Linked DNA regions of Mus musculus: region 2 is linked to region 1. A link is a contact called in public Micro-C data. All regions are on one chromosome and are shown on one strand. The core of a region is the stretch at or near the end of the contact, and the rest is flanking DNA. Distances in the headings are between cores, read along the strand shown. Region 1 overlaps Lmbr1 (limb region 1). Region 2 holds the start of Lmbr1 (limb region 1).

The links. A called contact is a pair of places that touch in the nucleus more often than the background predicts.
Region 2: a Micro-C map of macrophages shows a contact between it and region 1, with 2.8 times the contacts expected there. The contact joins the promoter of Lmbr1 here to the enhancer-like site in region 1. A contact is called at or near these places in 1 of 484 Hi-C or Micro-C datasets (macrophages), 1 of 115 datasets of contacts at active chromatin or transcription factors (pancreatic cancer cells) and 2 of 9 other capture datasets (adipose tissue and pancreatic islet).

Annotation. Positions count from the first base shown.
Region 1 is chr5:29,286,764-29,293,815 of GRCm38.p6, forward strand. It overlaps Lmbr1 (limb region 1), which reads right to left. Exons shown (of 17, transcript NM_020295.3): 6 at 6,060-6,186; 7 at 5,389-5,457; 8 at 4,510-4,574; 9 at 628-700. Among named protein-coding and RNA genes, the nearest start is that of Gm42244, 16 kb to the left of the region's middle. Within about 2 kb of position 3,233, at least 28 of the 459 cell types and tissues checked have an H3K27ac peak or open chromatin away from gene starts, as enhancers often do. A contact at or near this core is called in macrophages, where this site is marked.
Region 2 is chr5:29,375,860-29,383,301 of GRCm38.p6, forward strand. It overlaps Lmbr1 (limb region 1), which reads right to left and starts at 2,531. Exons shown (of 17, transcript NM_020295.3): 1 at 2,268-2,531. The coding sequence starts at 2,333.

The sequences.
Region 1 (7,052 bases), core at 1,983-4,482:
TATATAAAATAAATATTTTTTTAAAGTTTAAAATAGCAAATCATAAACTGTTCTTTTCTCCTTGCTTCTTCCACTCTATGGATGTTAACCAATAAGCTACAGAAGCTTACAATTCTTAATACAGTCAAATGTCAACTTGGTCCTAGAATCATTTATATAATAAATAATTTCAGCCTGCTAGTTTCCATCTGAAATAGACTGCAGTGGCCAATCATGGCAACACACTATCAAAGAGTTTCCCTAAAATAATTTTAAAGGCAACTTGCCAACTAGAACAGATACAATCACCATTGGACTGATATAAAAATCACCTGAGCCAACAGTGTTCCTGAGGATCTCCTAAGAAAGACTACTCCCAGCAGAAAGAAAACAATCAGGCCCCAGTCAGTGGGTAAGTGTGCAGCCCTTTTAACTGCAGATGTCCAAGGAGCACTGTGGAAGTCTGCTGGGGAGCTAGCCCTCTGGCCTTGACCCACCCACCTCCCTCTAATTTTCACAGACTCCTGTGTCAGGAAGGTCCTTTGTCACTTGTAAGCCTCGGAGAGGGTTATATTTCCATTCTTCAATTATCTGTCTCTGTTGAACTAAACAAGTGTTCTACCTCATCTAAGTATGTAACACACATACCATGTAGTCTTCTCTGGAGTGCTTCTTCTTCTAGAGTAATCATATAAATTTGTTCATCCAGGTCTTCAAGAATCTAAATTGAAAAATAAACTGCTCAATAATGCAGTGTGACACACTCACATTTATGACACCTCAGGCTCTGCAACCTATCATTTTTAGGACCATGTATTGACTCTAATAACTAAGACCCAAAAATTAAATTTTAACTTATGAAAATTTTAGTATATTTTATATACTTTGTTTTTAAATACATTTATATTTTTCTATTTTAGTATTAACAAAATACTTTACAACTTGATATAACATGCATCTAAATTGGATATTTTAAGGCTTAAGGGATTACACTTTGTAGCATTCTCAGGGACTACGGAAGCATGAATTTTAAACAGAGAGAGACACACACAGCAAATATATCTTTATGCACAGGCTATTATTTTACAGCTACAAGGAAGAGATCATCTAGTATATTTGTCTCCCTTGTGGTTTTTTTTTGTTGTTGTTGTTGTTTTACTTACTTTCTCAATCAAAAATCTGTGCTGGGCATGGTGGCCACGCCTTTAATCCCAGCACCTGGGAGGAAGAAGCAGGTGGATTTCTGAGTGCGAGGCCAGCCTGGTCTACAGAGTGAGTTCCAGGACAGCCAGGGCTACACAGAGAAACCCTGTCTCGAAAAACCAAAAAAAAAAAAAAAAAAAAAAAAAAAACCCTGTAAGGTGGAGGCCGGAGAGCTGGCTCAGTAATTATGAGCACGAGATGCTCTTTCTGAGAGCCTGGGTTGGATTAGCATCAGGACAAGCCAACTCACAACCACATGTAGAGTAGCTTCATCTACATGGCAAGTTGCAGACTAGCTAGAATACACAGTAGGACCCTATCTTAAAATTAAAACAAAAAATCAAAACCCCCTAAACTGCATCAGAGATGCACAAGACATCCTGGTTTGGTTTGGTTTTAAACTAGATATAGTAAGTACTTCCATTGAGTATGGGAAGCTCAAATCATAAAATCCTTCGAGACAAAGCCCTAGAGAAGTAGCGTGTTTACAAACAGGCACTCATCATTCACCCCCTAGTGGGATAGTGTCTTCACTGTCTCAAAACTGACAAAACCTAAAACTTCTATTCAGCTCTGGCCTTGTTAACCTGCTGTCCTAAGAAAATACTCTTGTCTTCCTGGCTCTGAAGGAAGTATAAAAGCTAATAGCATTGCTCCCTCTCGCTCAAGCTCAAGTTACTGATTCCAGCAAAGCAATAAAAAGGTGAGAGTTGCTGGAGGAAAGTAAGGATGGTATAACTGTTTCTGTGCACCTGCCCACCTGACAAGTTGCTCTAAAATTATGTGATCCCCATCTGAAAACATTCATAAAACAATCCACTGTTTTCCAATCCTTTCACAAGTTTCTATGGTCCCTTCAGCCTGACACTGAGCTTCTATAAAATAGATGTGCCGCTAGATCCACACTGGGAGTAATAAAACGATAAAAACAAAAAAAATAAGAAAAAGTAGATAATAAACAAAGGCACAGAATAACCATCACATGAGAGGACGACGGGGAAGGAAACCTCTCAGGAGACCTCACCAAGGCTAAGAAGCACGATATGCTAGAAAGCATGAGGTCATCAGCAGGCATGAGCTATGATGAGGTCACCTGGATAACGAACAGAGAGTAACCCAAGACTGTTACTCTTGGGGGTAGGGACAAGTACTCTCTCTTATTTCCTATCACTTTCCACTGTTTGGATTTAAAATGATCATGTTCCCCATTCTAAAGCCTAACACTTTAAGGATTTTCCTTTTAGAGGATAAATGATTGATAATGCTAACCATAGCTAATGGCAACAGGATGCCATGTGCCTCTGAGTATCCCAGCATCTTCGCCACTTCCTAGCCTAAGAAGCAAAAACTTCATGGAGAAACTCCAAGTGCCTTCAGGTTCTTGGCTCATTCCTACTGTGGACTAACAGGAAACTAGACATGGGCACCCATGGAGACAGCAACCAAGACAAGAATTCCACACAGTAACTTTGAGATTAAAATAAATGTCAAAACTGAGGCTTAAATAAAATGTTAGCCAAGATCAGAAGGAAAAAGTACCTCCAGGTGAGGAGAGAGAATGCTCCCCAATGTTTCTGGTGGCTATAGTACAACAGCTGACTGACAGCCAAAACTACAAGAGGTGACAGGCACTGCAGGCAGAGGAAGCCACGTGCCAACACAGAGGTAGAGAGAAGGCAAGATCATGTGGAAGAAATGGCCAGTCTTGAACTCATGAAGGACTAGAAGACAGTGGTCTGAGCCTGGGTTCCGGGTTCAAACTTATGTTTACTAGGCTCTGTGACCAGCTGCTCGGCCTCCCTGGACTACGTTCCTAGAAAATCAGACTAGCATCACCCAACACGTGGCTTGTCATCAAGATGAAATGAAACTGAGTGTCACATGTAGCACTTAGAACCAGCATGGGGCAGATGAATTCAGCAATGAGCCACTGTCACTGGGTGTTAGGAAAAAGTAAAGACAACTAAAATTGTGGAAGTGCTGTTAATACGGCCGTCTGGGGCAGGTGACTCAGAAGCACTTTGCTTTACAAATGAGGAGGTGGAGCTCGAAGTGCTGAGCTAAGTCAACAGCACTTGGCAGACTGTAAGTAGCTTCCTTATTTTCTCACTGCCATCTGTAGAAGAGGTGCAGGTGACAGAGAAGGTCCAGAGCACAGGGCAAAGTAAAAACAAAATCTTAGACCAAGAATGGGAATTGAAAACTTGTCTACAGAAAAAAGGAAAAAATGAGAAGTAGAAAAAAACTAAATAAATTCAGTATTACAAAACCTCTTTTAGAGGGAACTAAATGAGAGAATGTAACTTTCAAAATCAAACAAGAGTTTACCGAAAGATCATCTATCGCAATATTGCCTCAGTATGTCCCCATTTAATGAAATCATCACAAAGGGAGGACAGACACACAGTCAAATGGCTCAGCAAGTATTTCTGGCCAGGTACAAGCCACTAACACCAGTAATTGTGGAGAAGGCACACAACGGTGACTACAGTGGTGCCTGAACATCCCTGTGGACAGCAGCAAGGCAGCTTCAAGCTGTTATGACAGTCTGTGAAGGAGCAGAAGTGGGGGCAGCATGTGACGCTGGGAAACCCTAAACATGTAGACAGCTGAGACTGGGTGTGTAGGCAATGGGGATTCAGGGGAGCAATTTAAAGGACAGATTTTCTAGCGGTAGCTAAGAAGCTATGATCTGTAAAATAGTTCAAAGACCAAAAAACAGGAACAGATATTACTATCCACTAAAAGTCATTTTAAAATAAATATATAACATTTCTGAGAGGTAAGATATAATTCAAACACAATGTACATATTTTCAGAAACTGGTCTATAAATTGAAGCATAAATATGGGCAATTTTGGTTTTGTTCCTGTTTTATGTGTGTTTAGGGAATCTGGTTGATTTATTTGTTTTAGCTGTAGACAGCTCTCACTCTGTGTCCCAAATAGTCATGAACTCACAATCCCCAGGCCTCTCCTATTGTAGAATCAGAGGCATCCACAACCTGGTCAGCTATGTGATCAACTTTGAAACAGATACCATCACAGTTGGATGCAGGGTGGTGAACACACAAATACTTACAGATGCCTGAAAATTCTGCCTTGAGATTTTTCTATACAAACTCTACTTAAATGCATGTGCTTAGTACTTTCAAAAGGAAAAATAGACTTTCTTTCCAAGATTTAAAAACTTAATTTAAAAAGTTAAAAATTTGAAAAAAAATTTGAATGATAAACTAACAAAAATATTGTCCTCAGCTTTTTAAATATTTTTACATAATCAAAAATATAAGCATGAGTATTTAGCAAACACAAATAAAATACTTACCGCTGGCTTCACCAGCAACTGACCCATGACTGTGAACATACGGGACAGGCCAACTGGAGTACACACTGTAGAAATGAGGTGACTGGTAAGAAAGAGGTTCTCAGCATGCAGAGAGACAGGCAAAGCAACCTAAGGAACATCTTAGGTCCACTCTCATCTTGAGCTTAGCTTTCTCCAGGTCCTCTGTCAGGAGGCCCTTCACCTCCCCCAGGGAGGAGCTCAGGCAGTGTGGGGGGCAAGCATATCACAGGGAAGGTGAGAATAAACAGTGGCTATAATGGTCAAGATCCTAGAGGATGAACACTCTCTGCTTAAAACAAACTAAATAGACCCAGAAAAAGCACACAGACCATGTCACCTGTGAGGACTGAGAGCCCAAAGAGAGTATCTAAGAGTGACAGCTACAGTCACAAGTCCTTTGAACTGTTTGACAACTTAAACTATCCCTAAGATCGAGTGTGGCGTCTTCAGTAAAACCAAACAGATTTTGAAATAAAGACTACAAATTCATCAAGTAGAATTGTATTCTTGCCATTTAAAGTGATCTAGTGTTAATATTTGGACTAGAAGTAGACGTAAAGAATGTGTACATGGTGGAGACATGGAGGGAGGGGGACATGGGATACTGTTAAAGAGTTCTGTGGTGCGTGTATATGTGTGTGTGTGTGTGTGTCTTCAACCCAGTGCAAAAGGCTTAGTGAACAAACTATCCAATTATTTCACAGTTCTGCTTAATAAAATCTATCTAGAACAATAAAAAAAGGCCAACTCGAAAAACAGCCCCCATCATTAAGGAGTTTCAATTAGGAAACTGGCACAATTTTCCAGGGTCCAAGACAAACTCCCTTTCCTGTCAGTGTCACACTGAAGAGTACTTACAGAGAAGCAGCAAGCATCCCATCAGCGAAATGCAAGAATACAAATAGGGCAAGTAGAATTCCCAGAGATCTGTAAAAATATCAGCACATTTTAGTAAGTGAAAGCGTGGCACATTAAAATAGTCTGCTTTATCTTAATAAGTAGAAATATATGATGAACACTGTAATTGCCTATTTAAGTAAATTAAGCAGTCTAGTTTCTAAATTGTAGAATAAAAAGATCTAAAGTAAGAAAATAATAAATAACCCTTTTGAGAAATGTTTCAAAGGGAGAAAATGCTCCATGAAATTTTAAGAACAAAAAACAATTAATTAAATATATATCAAACACTGCATAGTATGTTGAACAAATGAATAATATTCACTGCTTTAAGTATCTCTAAAGACATCTAAATTCTGTAAGTTAACAGAAAGTTCATCACACAAAGATTTATTTTAAAGTATATAAAACATGCTGGGCATGGAGGTAAACACATTTAATCCCAGCATTCCAAAGGCAATGGCAGGCCGATCTCCTTTGAGTTTGAGGCCAGCCTGGTCTACAAAGCAAGTTACAGGACAGCCAAAGCTGTTATACCAAGAAATCTTGTCTCAAACAAAACAAAACAGATATAACTATATCCCAAACTCAGGTGCCCATCATAGGAACTAGCTAAAACAATAATCAGGTACCATATAAAGACTCCATACTGGCAGCATCACTGTCAATCAGGGCGGAAGCCACCCACACCATCCCAAGAATCAGCAACGCAAGAAGCAGCAGCATAACCAGAGTTTCCAAAATGCGGGCTCGGATTCCCTTAAAACACAACAGCAACAGCATTTTAATACTTTACATCATCTCATGAACAACCAGGTTTCTACCTGAAAGCATAAAGCTGGCTATAGGGAAGGGAAAAAAATGTATACGTGCTTAAAAACTTTACATTATGTTTTTATATAAATCTATGTTGATTTGGAGAAAGCACTAGATATTTTTGGTTTATGTTTAGAGTGACTTTTAAATTATATTTTTCAAAAATATTAAACTTGAAATAAAGCACACACAAAAGAAAATCAATCATTCCAGTATTTTTCAGAAACTTTTTTAACTATTACTTTCCTAGTAGTTCCCAGAAGACTACATTTGTGGATTTCCATCTTGATTTGTGGTTCTAATCAAGGTATGGCAGGCTGTTTGACACTGGGGACACTGGGCTAGGAAACTGACATCTATAATCAGGAAGGGCACCTAGCAGCCTCTGGAGTCCTCTAGTGGCCAACTGGAGAACTGCTTGCGGGACAGCACTACTAAGAACTCTACTGGTAATACACAAATTGCATTCGTTTTTGTTTTGTTTTGTTTTGTTTTTTCATATAAAATGAGAATGCTGCCAGTTATGAGACTTGACTATAATACAAAACTCATGAATATTTTAACATAAAACAGATTCTGACCTTGAAAAGACTCAAAGACCAGACTTGTCAACTTGGAAACTATTAGGCAAAGGCAGTTTGTTTCTGTAAGTTCAAAGATTTACATCCCTGCGCCTCTGACTTCTAACAACAAACTTATAAGTGTGCCTTTTTTCTTAGGATTCTGGAATTTGTGCATCTCATACTGAGAATGGTTTAAAGATCTAAGTTACAAAGACCCAGACACTCCAGGCAGCAGTGTCACACCCC
Region 2 (7,442 bases), core at 1,281-3,780, 88 kb after region 1:
AAGATAAAAGTTACAACTGTTGAGAAAGCCTGGGTCTCTGGCAAGGTAGCAAAATTCTATTTCTGCATCTGAAACCATGATTAGTCAAGTATGTTTTGTAGAAAATGTATCTAGGGCATACTTAAAATTATAGATTCCTTCCTAATAGCATAATTTGTGGGAGTAGCCAAATACTTTCTGATTGGCTTTAAGGTCCACTCCACAAAATGAACCTCATACCTGGCACTGTAATTGGAGACAAGACTCTGTGTGTAAAGAGTCATAGACCCTAGGACAGAACCTATATCTATACCTACTACTATATTGCTAACTGAAAACCATATTAAACTAACTCCTAATGACTTATTGTTAAACCCAGAGATTAGTGCATCTTTTCACCTTCATCAGAGATGCTTTCTGTGTAGAGACCCAAAATGGCCAAGGTACAAAGAATATGAGGCTACAGAATGAATGCTCAGCCCTAAATAGGAATTCTGTATCATTCCCCTCTTCCTGAGATTTAAAACAATTGTGGAAGAGGGGGCAAAACGATTGTAAGAGCCAGAAGCAGTGGATGTCCATATAGAACCAGTGTTTTCCAGTTATGACAGGGTTTCCAGTTATGGCAGCTATACAAATGAACTGAGGGTGGTTTTTAACAATGCATACAAAACCTGGGCAAGCCCAAGTCAGTCAAAAATCTCAGTATGAAGAAAGAAGTAAACATGAAGACCCACCCCTATCTGAGGAGTTATTGACAACTGACAGCTGCTAAAAAAGAGTCAGTTTTTTTTTTAAAGTGCGCTACTCATAGGTCAACCATAACCTCCGATAAATGCCCACACACCCAAGCATGGAAAGGCAGCACAAATTTGATTCAAATGGTTTAAAAAAAAAAAAGTCATGAAGTTGGGAATGTGGAGAGAGGTCCGGGAGGGGCTGGGGAGGGATGAATGTGCTCAAAATACATTGTATGAAATAATCAAAGAAGTAATAAAAATAAAAATTAACCAACTACATTGTACTAAACTCTATCAACTCAGATTTAATGCATCTCCTCTTACTTCAGTATGACTCGGCAAGCCAGTTCTCAGTTTTCAAAATCAGTAACTGCACAAACTGAACCAGAATGTTTCCCTCAAACCAAGGGTGTGACTGAGAGGGGAACGTGAACTAGAAGAGAGGTGAATGCAAATATGTAACTTGAACATACTTTGCAGAGTTATGGGGACACAAACTAATTCTTTTACAATAGTGTAGGGCATCCTGAAAGGCACTCATCAAAAGAGACCTTAGGGAGCCAAGCTGGCTTCCTGACCTGCTAGAAACAGCAGGATGAAAGGGGTCCATCCTTTCCAGAGCAGTTGTTTGACAGCACTGTAGGTTCCTGCTCTCGCCCTTCCTACGAAAGACTTGTCTACACTCCTCGGGAAGTTTTTAACTCTGTCCTGGATAGAGGGGTTTAGAGAGGGTGTGAGTATAGGGAGATGCGGGTGGGAGGCCAGAGCCACTGCAGGGCTGGAAGCTTGGGAAGCCAGGTGTCTGTACTTACAGCTGAGCCACAGCAAGCTCAGCCCAGATACCAGGTACCACGCCCGGCTAGAAGAAAAGAGGCAGCCACCCATCACCCTATACCCTCAGTTAGCAGGAGATGCGGGATAAACTCAGGTGAAGATGGTGAAGCAGATGATAAAGGTGCAGATGAGTTGAATGGACGCATAGGGAGAGTATAGGAGAAATGGACGCAGGTTAAGTGTAGGTGACTGAGGAGGTCCGATGATGACGGGCTACAAGTGTTGGGAGGAGAGCCGAACTCAGGTGACCAGAGGTGGGCACAGGTGACTGGAAGCGGGCAGAAATGATAGGAGGGAGCTCAGGGAAAGGGAGGAGCACAGGTGACGCAGCGGAAGGAAGACATAGGTACGGGGTGGTGGGTGGGTATAAAGGTGACAGGAGAAAGATAGGAAGTTAGAATGAAGGGGAGGGAACATAGGTAAGGAGAGGACAGAAAGGAGGGGAGAGAACGCTGGTGGCGCGAGGGAGACCTACAAGAGGAGAGAGCAGTAGGGTGACAGAGCAGGAGGTGACAGAGGTGAGAAGATGGGGAGCAGGTGAACGGGTCTCAAGTGATGCGGGGCGTCGGAGTCAGTCTGCAGCAGACCCAGTGGGGTGCTGGAAGGCCAACATGCGTGAAGGGTCCGGGAAGAAACTATGGGACCGTGCTGGTCTACGCTGCGCTCCTGGGTCCAACGCGCGGCGCAGCACCAGGGAACCGCCCGACCACGCACCGTGGACTCTCGCACTTGGCTGTGGAAGTGCTGCTCCCGCGCCGACACCTCGTCCTGCCCTTCCATCCTCCTTTCATACCCACCGCAGGGCCGCCCGCGTCTGCGCGCTCCGCCGCACCATTGCCCGCGGGCGGCGGGGCTATACAGTCTCTCGTGGCCGGACAGAAACGCCACCTAGACCGCAGCAGGATCGGAAAACGCCGCCTGAGCTCAGGGAGAAGCGGTTCAAGATACAAGAGGCGGGGAATGGCCACAGCCTGGGCGGGGCTTGAGGTCGGGGCGGGACTTGTGCGTCACTCTGAGAGCGCCGTACGTCAGAGAAGAGCGCCTCTGCGCGTGGGGCGCTGGGCCGAAGGTCGCTAGGCGCCTTGGAGAGAGACTGGAGGAACGGGGGCGGGGTTTTTAGGGTCCTGGACTGAAGTGGCCTTCTGACGCGTGCTGCAGCAGGACATAAATCTCGGAGCTGGGCCTGAAGTGTTGTGGTCCAGCCTTGTTAGTCATTGCCCAGAGTAAGGGCGGGCCGAAGCTCCAGGCAGGGGATGAGGTCTAGAGGCGGAAGCCCTGGTGCGAACGGGATTTGGAGATCCGGGCACAGGTGCACCCGCCCTCACTTGTTTATTGAAGCTTTTGGATCACCCCGGGGCTTTTGGATCACGCCTTGCTCCACCCTTGTTCTCAGAATCTGAGTTTAGCACTGGGCTCGACCAACCTTAAAGACCTAGGGCCTACTACGGAAAATTTCTCTCCCAAGCAAGTGCAAAGCGGGAAAGCCGTTGCAGCTTAGCACTCTGAAGTCCTTCTGCCTCTGCGGAGATAGGAGAGCCGCTGTCCTGGAGAACTGAGATAGCCTAGGGCCCCCAGGTCTGAAGATGGGCTCTGATGGTTAATGATCCTCTGTAGGCCTTAAACAACGCCCTTGATATGAGGCACGACTAAGTATGCCAACACAGCCATTTCCCTTCATTATGCAATTTTTGTTTTAAAATTGGAATTTAAAGGAGTATTTGGTTGGTTGATTTGGATTTTCTAGACAGGGTTCTCTATGCAGTCCTGGTTGTCCTGAAACTCAAGAGATCCGACTGCCTCTGCTTCCGGGGAGTCATGATTAAAGGCCTGGGCCAAAACAGCTGGAATTAAAAGGATTATTTGCAATTTTGATTCTGGGTTCATTTGGTAGAAGAGCCTGGGGAACCTGAGTCTTGCTCCCAGCGTGTGTTCCCGATACAGCAGGCTCATCAGTCAGCAACAACGTGTCTGAATTCAAACCAGTTTGCCTTTGACGTGTCTTTAAATGTCTCAGCCCTAAAGAACAAGGAAAAAGACCTTTTTCCTGGACAACCGCGTTCTGGGAGCTAGGTTAAATACCCACCTGAACTGATCTGGATGATTCCTGGGCTAATCTGTCCAAATCAAAGGATAAACACATCAGCTTTTGAGGTGTGTAGCTCTGGGGCAGATATTCCAGAAAGTATTTCACATCTTTCCAATTGAATACTGCAACCATTTAAACCCTTACATTTCTGTTGCAGGGCTATTCATGGAAGCTTACCCAGCTTTCATTCAGTTTTATTTGTTTCATTTTCTTTGGCACTTTTAAACTTAGCCAAGATAACCAACTTCAAAAATGGACACCACTCCCCTGCCAAGCACTGTAAGACTCCAGGGAGCCTTAGCTTACCGAGGACCCCCTGAGTGAACCACGTGGAATTTATTTATTTATTTTGTTTGTTTGTTTTTCGAGACAGGGTTTCTCTGTGTAGCCTTGGATGTCCTGGAACTCACTCTGTAGACCAGGCTGGCCTCGAACTCAGAAATCCGCCTGCCTCTGCCTCCTGAGTGCTGGGACCAAAGGCATGCGCCACCACACCTGGCGCAATCGGAATTTATTGTTCCAGTGCACTGGGATCGTCCCAGACCCGAAGGAGAGGTGACGACCCCCAGCACTAGTTCAGCGACTTTTTATATGGTTTCCAGGGGCAGAACAGAGCATCAGCAACTAGGCACAATATGATTGGCAGAACAGTGCACCCTTTAAACTGATTGGTCTTTAGGGAATGAGGTGACAAGGTCTTCCCTTGTCTGAAGGTGAGCAATGGTCAGTCCTGCTGAATGTGTCCCCACCCTCGGTTTGGTTCCACCCTGTGGTCTGAAAAATGCTAATTAGCCTCTCCTGGAGGGGTGATTGTTTCATGACCTTCCCAAAGTTCCTATGCTGACCTCTTCAGCACATTGGCCCACATCTCTGTTCTCTGGCTTTGCTTATCTTCCAGTGAGAACCACTTACCCTGAATCTGGCCCTGATTGTGTAACTCGCTCCAGCCAGTGGGAAAATCAAAATGATGACAGTGTTGGGAGAAGGCCTGTGCCTTAGAGCTTGCTCTTCCTGTGACCCCTAGTGATTCCAGCACCCAGTAAAAAGAAGTCTCAAGCAAGCTGGAGTTAGACATCCCATCACTTCTGCTACTGAACCACCCTTTCCCCACATCCCTCTTATAAGACAAAGACAGATGTGGCATGTTTTGTACTCATTTGCAGACCATGGGTTTTATATTTATACCTAAAATATTACATATGTATATGTCATATACTTACATTGCCAAGGACCAGCCTCGGCTTGGAGAGGGGTTCTGAGAGAAGGGGTATTTGAGAGCTGCAAAGCAAATGACTCAAAGTCAAAGTGTGAGTCCAGACTGACATCCTGTGTTCTGCTCAAAACAGCTTTGGCTTTCCAGATTGCTCACTAGCGTTCTCCCTCCCCCTCCCCCTCCCCCTCCCTCTCCTTCCCGGCCCCCTCTCTTGTCTCTATAGTGTGTGTGTGTGTGTGTGTGTGTGTGTGTGTGTTCTGCTTTAGCTTTTCAGATTGTATTCTATATTCTGCTCTGCTTGAGACAGCTTTCTCTTGATATTAAAAAAAACAAAAAAAACAAAAAAAAACTCTCTGGATAGCTCATCTCTTGCAGACAAAGTCTCTTTTTTATTTAAACATCAATTCAGTCATTATCACAGGTTCCCTTTTGATTATATCTTGAATCAACACCACCTGACCCCAGCCCCTTGATTCTTAGATAGGGACCGCAAGATAATAAGATAGCTGGGTGGGACCCTTCTCTGAAATTACCATTCTGACTATACCTGGACCTAAATTAGCTTTGTCTGAGGCTGACCTTGAACTCATAAGCATAAGCAAAAAATTTAGCTGTGTGGGATCTTGCCTTGCGATCACCACTCTCTAAATCTCTATCTCCTTCCTTAGTATGTTTCTGACAGTCTGGCTCATAGGGCAGCTGCCTCTGTTCCTTTAGATCTGTGAAGCTCCTTATACAATTCATATTGTATCCTTATATTTTGCATAGTTAAGAAATTATAAATTTTCAAACTCGTGTTTTCAGCATTCTTTCCCAGAGCCTTAAGGGTTATCCTGAAGGTCACAGTGTTCTGACACTCCCTCACCTCCTGAACTCAAGCTGTCTCTAGCTATCATAGAGTCATTAACTTTGGCAGAACATTCCTCAAAAAAAAGGAATGTGAAAAATATGTACAATTTTATACAAACGAGCCTTACAACCATAGCAGTCATCAACACTTGTGAAGACCCACACCCCACTAGTTCTGTTCCAGGGGCAGGAAACCATGTCATACTCAAGTCCATGCCAAACTCAGCAAGATATGACATGTAAGTAGCAGCAAGGCTGGGGAAACAAAGAGGATTATCCAGAGAGAAAGGAGAAAGGAAGAGTGCGTGGAAATGCAAGTGATAAAAATTTACTTGAAAAAATGCCTTTATGATATCCATAATGACATACAATGAACATACACCAATTAAAAATAATTAATTTGGCCAGTGAGATGTTTCAAATAGGTAAAGGTATTTGTTGCTAGGCCTAATGGCCAGAATTCCATTCCCAGTACTCATTTGATAGAAGAGAAAAATAACTCCCACAAATTGTCACATGTACCTTGTGGCACATGAGTACACACACACATTTTAGAAAATAATATTTGTAATACAGTTGTTCTGTAAAACTGTTTGAGCCACTATAGAGCTTTGAATTTTTCTCTGGGAAGTGTCACCAAGCACCCTGCTTATAGTTGTCATATGACCTCACTGTGTTTAGAGACTAGGTAGCAGGTAAGGATGAAGCCATGAGACTTACTATACTAATTCAGAGCCTATGTGTTGTCATCAGGACCTCCAAAACCTGTGACATCCCATAGGCATCAGCTCGACTACACACCTGTTGCCAAGATAAGGACCACCATATTCACCATATTCCCAGAATCCATTGAACTCACCTCCCACCTTTACCTGTGAGCACATCATCATCCATATATATGAGGAATGCTTCTCTCTCTCTCTCTCTCACACACACACACACACACACACACACACACACACACAATCTCTTCTCTTTCCACCGACACCTTCCCCCTCTCTCTCCCAATAAACCTCTTAACACATGGAACTGCTTTGGCCTGGTGTGCTGTGTTCAGACTCAAGCGGCTATTCTAACACATCACTATGTATTGGATCCAGGTGGAGGCTGCCCATGTGATAAGAGGTACACAGACTAGATTTGTGTTAAAAGTCTGTACCAATAACCCCTACCACCTTAGGGTTCTATTGCTGTGAGAGAACACTATGACCACAGCAACTAATATAGAGGACATTTAGTCAGGTCTGGCTCACAGTTCAGAGATTTAGTCCATTATCATGGTGGGAAACATGGTAGCATACAGGCAGACATGGTGCTAGAGAGGTAGCTGAGGGTTCTGCATCCTGATCAGCAGGCAGCAGGGGAGCAACACTGGGCCTAGCTTGAGCTTCTGAAGCCTCAAAGCCCACTCCTGACCCCTAGTGACAGACTTTCTCTAACAAGGCCAATAATAGACCACTCCTATGAGTCTCCCACAGGTTGGGAGTAGAAAGAAGGCTCAAGAGACTCCTAACACCTAGAGGGACAGAGTTGTATCACCTAAAAAGAGAGAGTTTTCGTAAAGCAAGTGAGGTGAGGTGTAAACCAAGTACTAAGTATTCTAAGCTTTTTATTAGAAGGGCATAATCATCAAGTATTGTAAAAGATGTAAATGGAAAGCCATACAAGGCTGGGTGTCTCCGATAGTCTTATGTATATGCTGGGTGTCTCCGATAGTCTTATGTATATGCTGGGTGTCTCC